Linked DNA regions of Mus musculus: regions 1, 3 and 4 are each linked to region 2. A link is a contact called in public ChIA-PET and HiChIP or PLAC-seq data. All regions are on one chromosome and are shown on one strand. Each heading gives the region's core, a stretch centred on a gene start, on an enhancer-like site or on the middle of the called end of the contact. The rest is flanking DNA. Distances are from core to core; before and after follow the strand shown. Region 1 overlaps Hivep2 (human immunodeficiency virus type I enhancer binding protein 2). Region 2 holds the start of Pex3 (peroxisomal biogenesis factor 3). Region 3 overlaps Hivep2 (human immunodeficiency virus type I enhancer binding protein 2). Region 4 overlaps Hivep2 (human immunodeficiency virus type I enhancer binding protein 2).

Region 1 (3,228 bases), core at 240-2,739, 430 kb before region 2:
GAGCTTTCTGCACCATAGAAAGTATTTCCTCTGGCTGGAGAGATGGCTTAGTGGTTAAGAGCACTGACTGCTCTTCCAGAGCTCCTGAGTTCAATTCCCAGCAACCACAGGGTGGCTCACAACCATCTGTAATGGGATCCGATGCCCTCTTCTGGTGTGTCTGAAGACAGCTACAGTGTATTCATATACATACATACATACATACATACATACATACATACATACATACAAACATACATACATACAATCTTTTTTTAAAAAAAAAGTATTTCCTCCAAACTAGGCATATCTATTCATGGATGAAATGAAGCACATATATTTGAGCCACAAATATAGATCAAATGTTGGTTTGGATAAATATTATAAAAATTCTAATTTGGTACCACTCAGAAGGGCTCCTCATAAAATGGTTTTCACACAAGTGTATGTTACTCTCCTGACAATTATGAGATTTAGTTAATGAGTCTAAGGATCCTACTTAGCACCTCGAACAAGAAGGTGCATAAAAACTGGAGATTATTGTTAATTCAAATCTGGAGTAATTGATCCTTATTAATCGACTACTAAATAAATATCTGCATAATGCTAATGTCATACACGGACAAGCTGGATTTAGAAGTGGTTAAATCATACAGAAAAGCAATGGACAATGGGCTCAAACATAGTGTAACCTCAAAGATGAAATTCACATGTACTTCAATAGTTTACAGGACATCCAATGTACCTCCTGCCTATGTCAGTACAAGGACAAGAAAATCACCTCCCAAATTTAATCTTTTACTAATGTAACATTCTTCTATTCCACTGAGATTTTAATTCCCATGGTCTTGTTTGCTCTTCAAATTGTTAAACAATCAAGATTGCATCATGGGTGCAGCTGAGTGGTAGCAAGCTTGCCTAACATTCTTTAGGCTCTGTGTTTGATAAGGTGTGCTAGCATGTGGTAATGCCTACACAATGATGTCAGCCCCCCTCAACTACAACTTGCCCTGATTTTTATGCTCCAAGTTTATTTCCCTGAGTAGCCTTCTATAATCTGTAGAAGTTCAAAAGAAACAAAACTATCCTCCCACAGATACACACCAGAAAGAAAAAAACAAGCAAGCAAGCAAACAAACAAACCAAAGACATGATTTCAAGACCCACAGGTCTTACTTAAAACTCTTCTCAAATAGCCTTAAAGTTCTTCACTGCATAAATCAGTTGACAGTTCCCAAGGCTAATGACATCATATGCTACACACATGGGCTAATCATGTGAGGACATTTAAGCTACGCTTTCAAAAGCATAGGTCAGTGTAGCAGAACACAGAGAGTAAAGTGCGTGTTCCACAATATTCCTGGGGTTTAATAGAAACTACTACACAGTATTTTCATCTAACTAAAACTCTGTCAAGTGTTTGACATAAGAAACCTCAGTAGACCTCCCAGTGAACTTTGGCATTTTGGCCGTGTGGCCAGAAGAACAGTCTCCCATGACAAAGCCTATTCATGAGTCAGCCAGGGAAATAAGCACAATGCTTGCTTAGCTGACGGCTCTTCCCTTTATCGTACTGGCAAGCATGCGCGACACGGGCATCCGCGGTACTAAATTATAGATTGTATATCGTTCTAAAATGCAGTTTCAAGGGTTATGTAAACATGTCTTATTAATAAGCCTAGGTTGACGTGCTTTGGTTTCCGTTGTTTGAAGTCTACCAGGGAGAAAGAGATCAGCAAAATATCTGCAAATTCGAGATAATACATCCACAGCTACTGATGTATTACTGTCCTAAGTTTGCAAAATGGTTCATATTTAAAAAAAAAAAACACACAGAAAGAAAAGAAAACCTCACTTTACCTAAACAATGGCTTAAATGACTATGAAGGGGTCTGTCCTGCAGGGTCCCCAGGCCTGATATTTAGGTTTTGCCCCAGATGCCCTTGTCAGTATTTCCACAACAAAGTCAAAGGTGGCCTTTGGAAGGAGGGTTAAAGAGGAGGCTTCCTGTCAGGGCTTTACAACAGAGAATCAACAGAGGCCCTGTGAGGTCAGCATTATTCAGCACTGGGGCCTCCTTTCCGGGACCCCTCCGGATGCTCGGGGTCCCCAGGCTGGGCGGTCCGCGGCCAGTGCTCACCCTGGCTTTCCGCCCAGGCAGCCCCTGCCAGGCCTTGCACCCAGAGCCCTTGCGCAACCAGGGTGCTCCGCATGGGCCCCGAAACTAGGCCGGCTGCTAGAGCAGCGAGCCCCACTTTCTCCAGGCAGGAAGTGGGGAGGCGGAGAGCATTTCCTGTTGTGCACTGACAGCCAGGGAGACGTCATCGCAGTCAGCGCCTTCGGATGGCCGCCCCTGGGCCAAAGGTCAGCTGCCGGCAGGGCGGGGGCTCGCAGGCGGGGGCGTGCGCTGAGACTCCCGCTGCAACGCTGCGCCTCCCGGGTCTGCAGTCCCACAAGAGGCCACCTGACGCCTTACGGTCCTGCAGGACTCAACTCCCGCCCACCAACCCCCGCCCGGCCCCAGCAAGAAGAGGCATGCATCTTCAGAGGCTGAAGAAGCACTTTCCTTGCCCGATCCTGATTGCAGTTTCCCTAATAGGACTCTCTACCAGGAATCTTTTTTTTGTTTGTTTTGTTTTGTTTTGTTTTGTTTTTCGAGACAGGGTTTCTCTGTATAGCCCTGGCTGTTCTGGAACTCACTTTGTAGACCAGGCTGGCCTCAAACTCAGAAATCCACCTGCCTCTGCCTCCCAAGTGCTGGGATTAAAGGCGTCCGCCACCACACCTGGCTACCAGGAATCTTTTAAAGCATCAAAAGTTGCCTGCCCTCCCCCTTCCTCCCCTCGAGCCCCACTTTTTATCTCCAATATTGATTCCTTAAACAACTGACACATGGCAGAAATGAAAGCTGATTTCCATACTGCGCACCTCCAATGAAGTCGAAGACAAACAGGAAATGCTATGTTCTCATTAAATACCCACTGCACAGCATAAACTTCCACCTACTGAGGTCTTTAATGCTCGTAATTTATTTCTTAAAAGTCTCCTAAGATCTATTTGGTCTTGCTCTTACCCTGGATAATAACAACAAAAAACAGGACCAAAATATTTTAAGGGAAAAATGATCGATTTATAGTTTTTAAGCCACTGATTTTTTTTTTTCTTTAGCCTCAATTTCCAGACTTGTATTTCGTTTCAAGCCATAACCATGATAACCCTGGGTAATTCTACAAGTCAGTGGGTTAAGGT
Region 2 (3,425 bases), core at 506-3,005:
TCTTGGCAGCCTTTCTCTACTTCCAGGTCAACGGAGGACTGGGCTTCTTGGTACCTAGTTCCTCTGGGTTCGTTCTCTCTCTCTCTCTCTCTCTCTCTCTCTCTCTCTCTCTCTCTCTCTCCTTCCAGCAAATTTATCTCACTAGAAATGATAGGGCTACCTTAAAGAGACATACAACATAATTGCTAAGGCACAGCTTGTAGGCCAGGATGCTGGTGAGTGGCTGAGCAGATGCAACGGCCATTGAGAGAAAGTGAAGCTCTAGGAAAGCAGTCTATGGGGGTTGATTGAGAAGAACTGCTTCCCAGGGCAAATACATGCAAATGTGCATGCATTTCCTCTATGGACAAGTTCAAAGCTTGAGGCTGAAAATCCACAACACTCCACCCAGTCTCAGACTTTCCATTGCCCCTCCCATTTCTTCCAGTCTGTCCCTTCCCTTTGTCACAAATGCAAAAGAGTTGAGTCAAATAGGTCTAACTGTTTAGATGGATTTGAACTTAAGAAGCTGGCCTTCTTTGGAAGAGGCCAAAGCTCTGCCACTGAAATGGTGACTTGATCTTCCTTAAACCAACAAATTCTCAACTCGACAACTGATGAACAAAGGCTCTCTTCTTCCCACCCCGAGCTCTGAGAAAGATGACCAAAAAAAAAAAAAAAAAAAAAAAAGATGTTAATTAAAAAATTAAAAGAATGCATTATGCCATTTGTCTGGGGGCGTGGGGTGGAAAACATGTTTCTGTCTTCTAGATTTTAATTTCTTATGAAGGTGAACTTCTGTAACCATTAGAATAAAAAGGTGAGATATTTTAATTTTGTAAAAGAATAAACAAAAATAATATCCCCACACCAAAGGCTGAGCTCAGTTTTAAGGCCTTTACAATGCTGTAAACAAATTGGTGTTCCATGTTCACAGAATGAAAACCCAGCATCAAACTGTGTATACATACATAGTTTGTATGTATATCCCTGCCACAAACGTCTATCCCTGCCACACATCGATATGGGTAATAAGCTTGGGAAAACATGTAAAAATACGACCAGAGCTCTCCATGATGAGCAATCTATAAGAATCGCAGGAAGGAAGGGAATACAAGGGCAGAGAAAAGTATCGTAGAAAGAGTAGACACATCATCGGTGAGGATTGTACCAGGACACGTTTTGATATGACCCTTTACAGAAACATCAGCTTCCTCCCATTATATGGGAGCAAGCCATAAAATAATGTGGCTTTATGGATTTGAAAGTATGTGTCCACATGGGAAGGAAGATAGGCAGGTAGGGAGCACACATCCCCAGGCGGCAGATAAGACTCCCTGTAATACATCAATCGAACCGTTTCTGTATTTTCCCTTCACCCCAATTACTATGAGACAAAGCTAAAGAAAAATTCCCCCTAGAATAAAACAAGTTGCTGCTTCAGGTATTTTCAGACATGATAGATAGCGCGCCCGGCACATTTGCTCAACTACTCTGGTCAGGATATGGCCGGGAGAAAGTTTGCGCTCTCAGCATCCACCTGCCCGATTCCTCACCATTCGCATCGCCTCCTCCATCCACTTTTCCGTCTCCTGTACGGACACCACGCACGGGCCGTCTGGAGTAGTGGTGGACTCCACCTTCTCCTCCATACCTCCGCCGCTCAGAGACTCCGGGCCGAGGGACGAGAGAAGAGAGGACAGCGGAACGCGGCGGGAGCGGACCTTGCTTCCAGGAGGACGGGAAAAGACGAGGCACCCGGGAGCTATTTGCGGACGGACCCAGGCGTCCCGGATCAGTAAGCGGCGGCTGGGGGACCGAAAGCGTCGCTGCTCCGCTCTAGTCCACGCCCCCTTCCTCCGCTTAAGCCACAACCTCTGCTCAGAGAAACGTCTGTGGTTTCTGGAGAGCACCTAGCGCCGCCACCGCGCTGCTGCCGGAGGTCCAGGCCAGGTGGACGGAAGACACGGTGAGCCAGCCCCTCTCCCCTAGGCAACCCACACAACACGGGGTCTGGAGATGCTGAGATCAATGTGGAATTTTCTGAAACGTCACAAAAAGAAATGCATCTTCCTGGGCACAGTCCTCGGAGGTGAGTGACAACATGCTTTTTAGAAGGGGCCATTGGCAGAAAGGAGTGACAGAGGTGACTTATAAAAACAGGCAGGGCCCACTGATACCAAACTGGGATTTGTCGAAGGGATTGGCTCAACCGTCAAAGAAGAACCTCTAAAGTTCTTTTATCTGGATCTCTGTGCCCTTTGCCCCTCACTCTGCCCCCGTCCTTTTTCTCCCCATGGGCCTTCAAGAGTCTACCCCAATGAAGTTTCTTTTCAAAGCACTATTCTCGTATAGATAGATACATTTGCCTTCCAATTTTCTTCTTTTGCTTTCCTGTTAGATTTTCATTCTGTTTGTCAACTCTGCTTTCAACCTTTCACACGAGTTTCGAAATATTCTAGGGCCATTATCTTAAGTCTGCTCTTTGAGGTGGTGTTTAAAGGTAAACCGAAAACAGCATGTTGCTGTAAAATATACAGCAGATAATTTCTGTTCTCCAATTGTAAAGTACAAACTATATATCAACACAGTGCTTATTCTGCAGTGTTGTCAGGACTGGCAAGGTTGTGGTCATGATCCATTTTGGTGATATAGTTGAGTTCACTGGCTGAGAGGAAAGTTAGAAACAGGATAAAAATCTTGATGCTGGAATTGTAACTTTGTGGTAGAGTGCTTGCCTAGGCTGACTGCATTGGGTCCCAGGGAAGGAGCAACACACACACACACACACACACACACTGCTTTAAACCCTTTGTCTTGGAAAGACAACCCTCAGTTAATAATTATGGGATTTTAAGAAGGGAATCTTTTGAACAACACAAAAAGGGAGTTTAAAAGAATTTTTAAAACTTGAGTTTTAAGAACTGTTACCACTATCCTCTGATCTATGTGTGTGTGTGTATAAATATATCATAATATGACTTAAAATATTAGGACATTTGTAAAACAGTAACCACATTCTGCATATCTCTGAGGTATAGCACAAATGAATAATAGTTCATATTTTATAGGAAATACTTTATAGATACAATGTGTTTTATATTACCTCCAGTCTCTAATATCTAAGGTATATAAATTGTACCAATATTATAGAATACATATGCTAAAGATAAAGTTGTCATGGAAGACGTATAAAGAAAAATTTTTGCTCTACCTAAGGGAAGAAAATTGTCTCTAGCAATTTCAGAGGGAAAAGCCTAACCCTTACAGTTTATGAAATACTTAATGGCAGATCAGAAATAATCATAGGAGAAATTAAAGAGTATATGCATATAGTAATAGGTTTTTTTTGAAACGATATTGAGAGTTTTATATTTGGAGATGAAGAGGAAGGAAAAAACTGGGTGTGGTGGCACACACTCTTAATCCCAGCACTCGGAAGCAGA
Region 3 (3,320 bases), core at 595-3,094, 490 kb before region 2:
TAGATCCTGGGACTCCAGTCCTTTTCCAACACCACAGCCCAAGTTTTTTATATTGTGCTCCATTCATAGGCTTAAAGGGAGCTGTCAAGATGGGGTAGTGCCGAAGGTACATTCTTAGGAGCATGGAAATAATTTTATTATATTTTTAAACATGAAAATGTACAGAAACCACCATGGAAGCGTGTACAAAGTGAATGCAATACCAATCCATTTTTTTTTTCCTGCCACTTCAACATTATCATAATGCCCCAGGGCTTTGTTTTCCCCACAGAAACACCAGATTTTAAGATGCATTTGAAATCTGAGTCTTGATAAAACATGTTTGTTTGCTAGTTCTGTTGTTAGCTTTTTTCCCCCCAGTAAGGGCTGGCACTTTTAGAACTATCTCTCATCTGCGTTTGAGTGTACTCAACAACTATTATCTCATTACTTTACCACATCCTGGGAAGGGCTAAGTGGCAGACAGCATCCATCCACTGTCCTCCCTTTTCACTAAGAAGCAGCAAGGGGTTAAAAAACCAAGACCTTCATACTCCCCAGATCCACTTAACTGCCCTGGCCAAGCTGCCTCCAAGGAGAGGAAAAAATATCTCCTTAGATCAGAATGGAGACAGGCTTGCTGTACAGTGCCCTTGTGTTAAACCTAAGAGACAGATGCAAGACGCTTACTCCTCTCTCGTGGTAAATAACTCCAACATGACTGATGCTCCACAGAAATCAATAGCAGGGACGATTGCCTTTTTTGGAACTGCCTGGGCAGTCAGCTGGAGAGGGGGCACTGCTAATCCCAGGCATGCTGCCTGGATCATGCACTGAAAACAGGCTTCACAAAAGAGAAGGGCGAGTAGCTTACTTATTAAAGAGACAACTGTAAAGTCTGATACAAACAGGCAAGCGTAAAGCCTCCACTACACAGACCCAAAGCTTGGCTTGGCAACCAAAAAAAAAAAAAAAAAAAAAAAAAAACCCAAAACAAAACAATAAGCAGTTGAAAAAGTCTAGCCCCCCTTCATCCCTGAGATGACACCGCCACTGAGAAACAGTCTGCAGAGAGGGCTGGTGGAGATGGGCTCCCCAGTGACCCAGAACCCACAGCAGGAAGTAGAGGGGAAGCCTCCTCCGCCTGTCTGACACTAACCCAGTGAAAGACTGCAGTGGAGACCATGGGGATTTCTCCTTTTGCTTTGGTTCTGAAGCAGCCTACACTTTCCTCAAGGCCAAAAGTCTAGCTGACAATTGCCTAAATCGTGTTCCCCAAGGTCGTTCCTTTCTGCACTGCCCACCAAGGCAAGGGAATCCATGTGACCTTGAGGAGGATGAAAGTCATTTCTGACCCCACTTTTAATTCTCAACTGATTTAACTGAAACCAGACACTGGGTGCCAACAACGAGAAGTTTAAAACATTGTACATGAAGCTTGGGCTGATGAGCAAGTCACAAAATGATATATACTAACACCCAGTGCTGCCTGTCAACTTAAAAATTAAAATAAAATAAAATAAAATAATGAAGACAGAAACTCTATCAGCTCCTTTACAACAAACAGGCCTGGTTCGTTTACAACTCCTGGAAATAACTCTGGGTCGGTCAAATGTTCTTATTTCATATGTTCTCACCGGCTTTCAGGACTGGGGCACATTGTTTCCCCAAACACCATCCGGCCATAATGACCAGGTTACCACTGATAATTATGCTCGCCTGTCTATAGGTTTGTCAGCTAAATGAATCCACAGACGCCCGTCATAATGAGCAGAATTCAACTTCTGCCACAGCTGGGCTGACCACATCACATTAGGAAAACAAGCTCTTTGCAATAACCAGTTCTGGGCATCACTGGTTAAAAAAGACTAGTTTCCTGTTTTTCTCAAAGACTTCACAATGTGGGTATTGCTATTTTTTACCCCACCCACACTTCTTCTCTTTAATTGCTGAAGATTAGATGCTGTAAACACCTAACCATGGGTAGTGTGTGTGTGTGTGTGTGTGTGTGTGTGTGTGTCTGTGTGTGTCAGGTGGGGTTTGTCCATTCCTAGCCAAGGCCTCACCTTGGCTGAGACAGGACTTGGGGATTCGGCATGAACTTCCCCGCAGCCTCAACTCAGAAAGCTGACCTTGGAGCTGGGCCTGAGCTAGGGAGGTGCTGCAAGCTCTGTGCTAGGTCCTTGTAGCTGACACCAGAAATGGCAGTTTGGGGGAGAAGACCACTTACAAGTGGAATTGCAACTCAGGTTTGCTAAGCAAATCCCACAGTTAAGAGTCTGGTTAAAAAAATAGTTACGAATCTATTTTTAAAAAAAAAAAGCAAGTATGAAATGCCAACCTAGCATCTACTTATAACCATGGAGAGGCGTCCTTCTCCCTCACTGGAAAAGGCTGCTTTCTTTTTCCAGGGACGTTTAAGGACATGTTTAAGGTACAAAACAGCATGGCTGCTCTGCTTGACCCCCACCACCTCAGTCAAGACCCTGTTCTAAAGTCAATTCCTCCCAGACCCTCCACAAACTTACAGGGGGCGTGTGTGTGCACGGAAGCACATAGCTGCATTTGTGCATCCCTGTCTGTCTGTCTGTCTGTCTGTCTGTCTCTCTCTCTCTCTCACACACACACACACATACACACATACACACACACACACACACACACACACACACACACACACACACACGTGAATGAGAAGGATGATCTGTGTCTGCCTCCTGGGGGAGTGGGGGAGGGGTGCAACAGAATGTGTGCATCACTGAAGCCAGCAGCCCCCCAGGCTGAGCCTAGGTAACAGCAAGCAATGGGTGAGTACTTCCTGAGCACTCAGCCCGGCCTCCAGCCTCCCACTCCGACTTCCGATGACCTGTGTCTCCCCTCCTCTGCCTACATTCTGGTCACCACGTCTCTGGAATCCCTCATCCTGCGTTCCTTTGCATCTGCCTTTCTCACAGACCAAGAGCTCTGAGAGGTTGCATGCGGCAATAGCCGCTCAGCAAACACCGGATGATCTGTGACAGGAAAGTCACTTTTGACTGACAACTTTGGAGTTAGTCAAGTACACAATCTATTTTTTTTTTAAATCTGGAAGAAAAAAGTCACAATTAGGAACAGATTTCTGCCTATAGCTCCTTGATCTAATATTGCGACTTTGAAGCTGTTTTTCTTTAAAACTTTTAAAATGTTTTCTTTAAAAGTCAATGAAGACAGGGGACTCCAGGGGAAATTAAAATCTTCGTTTTGAAGGAGTGAGGAAAAGTGGAGGTCCCAGTTTGAATCTTCAGAGCCTGCAAAAGACGTCAAGCACAATTTTGGCTACTCTAGAACTGGGATGGAGGAAA
Region 4 (3,249 bases), core at 447-2,946, 460 kb before region 2:
ATGGAATCAACCAAGAGGGCTTCACCCATGTTTAAGTGATTTCTTTCTAATCAGATGCATTAAGGAAGCTTAATTTATTCGATTACCAATGACTCAAAACCCCTAGCTCTGAATTTCAATCTCTCACAAGTTTCAAGCGATAAATTGCTTGCTTGTGAGTCACCCTGCTTCTCCAAGGAGCGAGTTCTCAAAGGGAAAGGAAAGGGTTTGGGTAGGTGAGCTTTGCCTGGCACCTGCCTCTCTTTCTTTCTCCTACAGTCATTCGAATTTTAAATGACCAAAACTGAAACAACATGACTTGGCAGGTGATAGGTTTTTGCCATTAGGAAGGCTCATGTGAAAGGAAGAGACAAAAATAATTACAAAATGTCCCATGCCCACTTCATGGAACAGAATGAAACCAAAGAGCTATGAATAAAATACTTCCAGACAGTTTCTTCACCCCACACTTCTTTCTCAGGGTACCAGAGGCAGAGATTATCTCCTAATTTGGTTCCTAGGAAGCAAACTATCAAGAAAGTTGTTGCAGTAAGACTGGTAATGCTACATTAAGAGAAAATGCCCTGATTTTGGAAGGGGTGTGTGGGGGAAATAACAAAATTGGTAAGCAAAATCAGTAATTTCTTTTCATAGTGGAAATCGTCTTAAAAGACCAGAAAAGTAATTCTACCTAAATGAGTAAATGTTATAATTGCATTTCAGTAAAAAGAGTGTTTACATTTTGTCTAATTGGCATTTAAAGAAACCAAAATCATCACCAGAAAGATCGCCACCCACAGAGGCAGCCTAGTGTGCCCTGCCTCACATGTGACCCCCACCCACCTGCTTAAGCCCCGCCTTCCTTCACGCCACAGGAAATTGGGAATCACTTCTGCAAACAAGTAGCAGGAGGAAATGATAAAGACAGGAAGATAAAGAGGAGGAAAGAAGTGGTGTGGAGACAGACAGACAGACCATTTGGGGGAGAGCACACACAGCGTTTTAGATATTGGGGCCAATCTGGCTACAGTTTAGTAATCTTACATTCGTTCGAAAGAAAAAAAAAAGTGGGAAAGGAAGCAAATTAAAAATTCCTGTGTGTTAGTTATAATTCATCTCCACACATATACACAAATGCACAGGTCTCCATAGCTTGTCAAAATAAGGTGCAGGTTAAAAAATAAAATCAGTGCTACATGGATAGCCAACTAAACTCAAACACAAAATTCTTATCACTGTGCCTACTCAACATCTTAAAATTTAGAACCTCTGCTCTTATTCATGGCTAACAACAGCAACAACAATTCAGCTGCTCATGGATCTTTCCAGCAGATATGAAAGGCAACCTCTTAACTAATTAGAATCCTATGCAGCTCTATCCAACCCAGAGTTGCCACCCTCCTCCCCCAGCTGCCCACAGCGGGGGTTCTAACTATCCACTTTCTCGGTCCGGAAATGCACCTTTCCCCACAGGCAGCCACAGCGAAGAGCTAAGGAAAGAGCTGAGCCAGGGATTCGGCTGTTCACAAAAGGAATTCCCCTCCCTTCCCCTCTTTCTCCCTCCCCCTTCTTCTTCTGTCCCTCCCCCGTCATCACTGGTGAATAATATCCCTCACTACCTGCCTTGATCAACACCGTGAGCCCCTGTCTTCAGGCATGCAGGGAATTTAACAGCCTGGAAATTCCTGTTGTCCACTCGCTGAGGTCACAGATAAAGCTAAACAACAGCCGTGGCTCCCATCAATCATAAGTCACTCGCTGGGAGAATGTATGGAAGGAGACCTGATGTAAGCGAGTCACCAGAGAAAATACCCACTGATGACGCATATCCAGGCATAAAAATAGTCACAGGGCCCTCAAAGGGATTATTCAACAGCCTACATTTAGACTTTCTTACAACAGACCTGAAGTCAATGTGCCACAGTAAGTGGCTGAAGTTTAAGTTCAACAGACAGAACCAGGAATAGTTGCTTTAAACATGCTCCCACCGTAACAAGCTGTTTAGTAAGTTTTAGCATCTCTTTCTAAGCATCAAACAGTACCAACCAGCCATCTCACAAAATGCCACAGCATTGTTAATTCTACTCACAACTTTCAAAGCACAATTTCTGCTTATAACACACATGGCCTAAGAACATTAGACTCAAGCAGTCCAGAGATACATTGTCACCACAGGAGATACATAGTCACCACAGGAGATACATAGTCGCCACAGGAGATCCATAGTCATGGCTGTTTCCTCAACTGAAGGTAGGAAAATAGTACAAACTGCAGTTGTGAATCTTTTGTCTCTGGAAAACATGCTTTTAAGTGGAATAAAACTTAATAACAAGGTACACCACAGAAGCTGACATTCTGCTCCCTGTCTTTGCGGTTATAATTGTTCAGAAGTGGTTGGATCATTTATAGGAATAATTATGGTGTGTGTTACATACACCTGCTACATGTGGAACATTTATGTGCTCATTAAGATTAATAGCTCATGAGCATGACCACTGTTCAACAAATGGGTGCATGAAAATAAGAAATGATGAGATCTTAACCAAGCAAGTGACAAAATATTAATGATGGCATAAAGCCTGGATTGTTAGGTTGTTGTTGTTGTTGTTGTTGTTTTATGAGGAGAAAAATATCTTTTTACGTGTATCACAATTATAATAATAATTCAAGTTATTTGTTCCTTTCCCATCCTACTCAAACATATGTGCAGCTTGCAGATCAGAAAAGGCTGGATTTTGACATATTTTCTATCTGAATATCTAAAAATGTTCCCCTCCAAGTTTCCTACGGCGAACAATGAAGGAAACTGGCTATCACAGACCCTAAAATTCAGCCTCAGGATTTGAACACCTCGCCTGCTTGCTATGTCCTCCTCCTTGTTAGCCTTACTTGGCGATTCTCCGAATAATGCAGATTTCCACTGTTGTCATGCAAATTTATCAGCCACACAGAAGGGATCTGTGATAGAGTTGATCTCAGTACCTGATGTTACTGGCTGCCCTGCCTACACGACTAGCAAAGGGCTCTTAGCAACAAGACTGTCACTCTGACAGAGCATTGCGGGCTTTTGTTTTAGAAGTATCTGACTTCTCTGGAACAGCAAAGGTGACACCTTTCTCTACTGGTAAGCTCTTCACCACTTTCCTCAAGTATGATAGCAGGGCTATAAATACAGGTGAAAATTATTTTTAGTTCAAAGATTTTTCACAGAGTGCTCGAATTTCTCTCCTATGCATATGTGTCAACAGTATGTGGCCTAGTTTAAGGAAC

Evidence for each region. ChIA-PET counts read pairs in DNA pulled down with a chosen protein or histone mark. HiChIP or PLAC-seq counts read pairs in DNA pulled down with a chosen protein or histone mark.
Region 1: a contact with region 2 is called in an H3K4me3 HiChIP or PLAC-seq map of bone marrow-derived macrophages, with 4 times the contacts expected there. The contact joins the enhancer-like site here to the promoter of Pex3 in region 2. A contact is called at or near these places in 12 of 39 promoter capture datasets (the C10 cell line, the HPC-7 cell line, HPC-7-derived erythroid cells and 8 more), 1 of 15 datasets of contacts at CTCF or cohesin (the NIH/3T3 cell line), 15 of 484 Hi-C or Micro-C datasets (B cells, the BV-2 cell line, LSK cells and 12 more), 20 of 115 datasets of contacts at active chromatin or transcription factors (the 230-238 cell line, astrocytes, bone marrow-derived macrophages and 13 more) and 5 of 9 other capture datasets (adipose tissue, bone marrow-derived macrophages, embryonic stem cells and 2 more).
Region 3: a contact with region 2 is called in an RNA polymerase II ChIA-PET map of memory CD8 T cells, with 131 read pairs. The contact joins the enhancer-like site here to the promoter of Pex3 in region 2. A contact is called at or near these places in 11 of 39 promoter capture datasets (the 3T3-L1 cell line, 3T3-L1-derived adipocytes, the C10 cell line and 6 more), 4 of 15 datasets of contacts at CTCF or cohesin (the NIH/3T3 cell line, large pre-B cells, pro-B cells and 1 more), 33 of 484 Hi-C or Micro-C datasets (the AtT-20 cell line, B cells, the C10 cell line and 23 more), 30 of 115 datasets of contacts at active chromatin or transcription factors (the 230-238 cell line, T-cell acute lymphoblastic leukemia, acute myeloid leukemia and 20 more) and 5 of 9 other capture datasets (adipose tissue, embryonic stem cells, liver and 2 more).
Region 4: a contact with region 2 is called in an HNF4G HiChIP or PLAC-seq map of pancreatic cancer cells. The contact joins the enhancer-like site here to the promoter of Pex3 in region 2. A contact is called at or near these places in 10 of 39 promoter capture datasets (3T3-L1-derived adipocytes, cranial neural crest, embryonic stem cells and 7 more), 1 of 15 datasets of contacts at CTCF or cohesin (the NIH/3T3 cell line), 7 of 484 Hi-C or Micro-C datasets (CD4 T cells, cortical neurons, forebrain and 3 more), 16 of 115 datasets of contacts at active chromatin or transcription factors (the 230-238 cell line, the NIH/3T3 cell line, astrocytes and 11 more) and 3 of 9 other capture datasets (adipose tissue, embryonic stem cells and liver).

What each region holds. Positions count from the first base shown.
Region 1 is chr10:13,982,097-13,985,324 of GRCm38.p6, reverse strand. All of the region lies in intron 1 of Hivep2 (human immunodeficiency virus type I enhancer binding protein 2), which reads right to left. Among named protein-coding and RNA genes, the nearest start is that of Hivep2, 17 kb to the right of the region's middle. Within about 2 kb of position 1,489, at least 300 of the 459 cell types and tissues checked have an H3K27ac peak or open chromatin away from gene starts, as enhancers often do. A contact at or near this core is called in the 230-238 cell line, B cells, the BV-2 cell line and 21 more, where this site is marked.
Region 2 is chr10:13,551,472-13,554,896 of GRCm38.p6, reverse strand. Pex3 (peroxisomal biogenesis factor 3) reads left to right here and starts at 1,755. Exons shown (of 12, transcript NM_019961.3): 1 at 1,755-2,071. The coding sequence starts at 1,999. It overlaps Adat2 (adenosine deaminase, tRNA-specific 2), which reads right to left and starts at 1,990. Exons shown (of 6, transcript NM_025748.4): 1 at 1,536-1,990. The coding sequence starts at 1,631.
Region 3 is chr10:14,043,740-14,047,059 of GRCm38.p6, reverse strand. The region is part of intron 1 of Hivep2 (human immunodeficiency virus type I enhancer binding protein 2); the gene reads right to left. Among named protein-coding and RNA genes, the nearest start is that of Hivep2, 79 kb to the right of the region's middle. Within about 2 kb of position 1,844, at least 130 of the 459 cell types and tissues checked have an H3K27ac peak or open chromatin away from gene starts, as enhancers often do. A contact at or near this core is called in the 230-238 cell line, B cells, the C2C12 cell line and 21 more, where this site is marked.
Region 4 is chr10:14,016,463-14,019,711 of GRCm38.p6, reverse strand. All of the region lies in intron 1 of Hivep2 (human immunodeficiency virus type I enhancer binding protein 2), which reads right to left. Among named protein-coding and RNA genes, the nearest start is that of Hivep2, 52 kb to the right of the region's middle. Within about 2 kb of position 1,696, at least 164 of the 459 cell types and tissues checked have an H3K27ac peak or open chromatin away from gene starts, as enhancers often do. A contact at or near this core is called in the NIH/3T3 cell line, adipose tissue, astrocytes and 12 more, where this site is marked.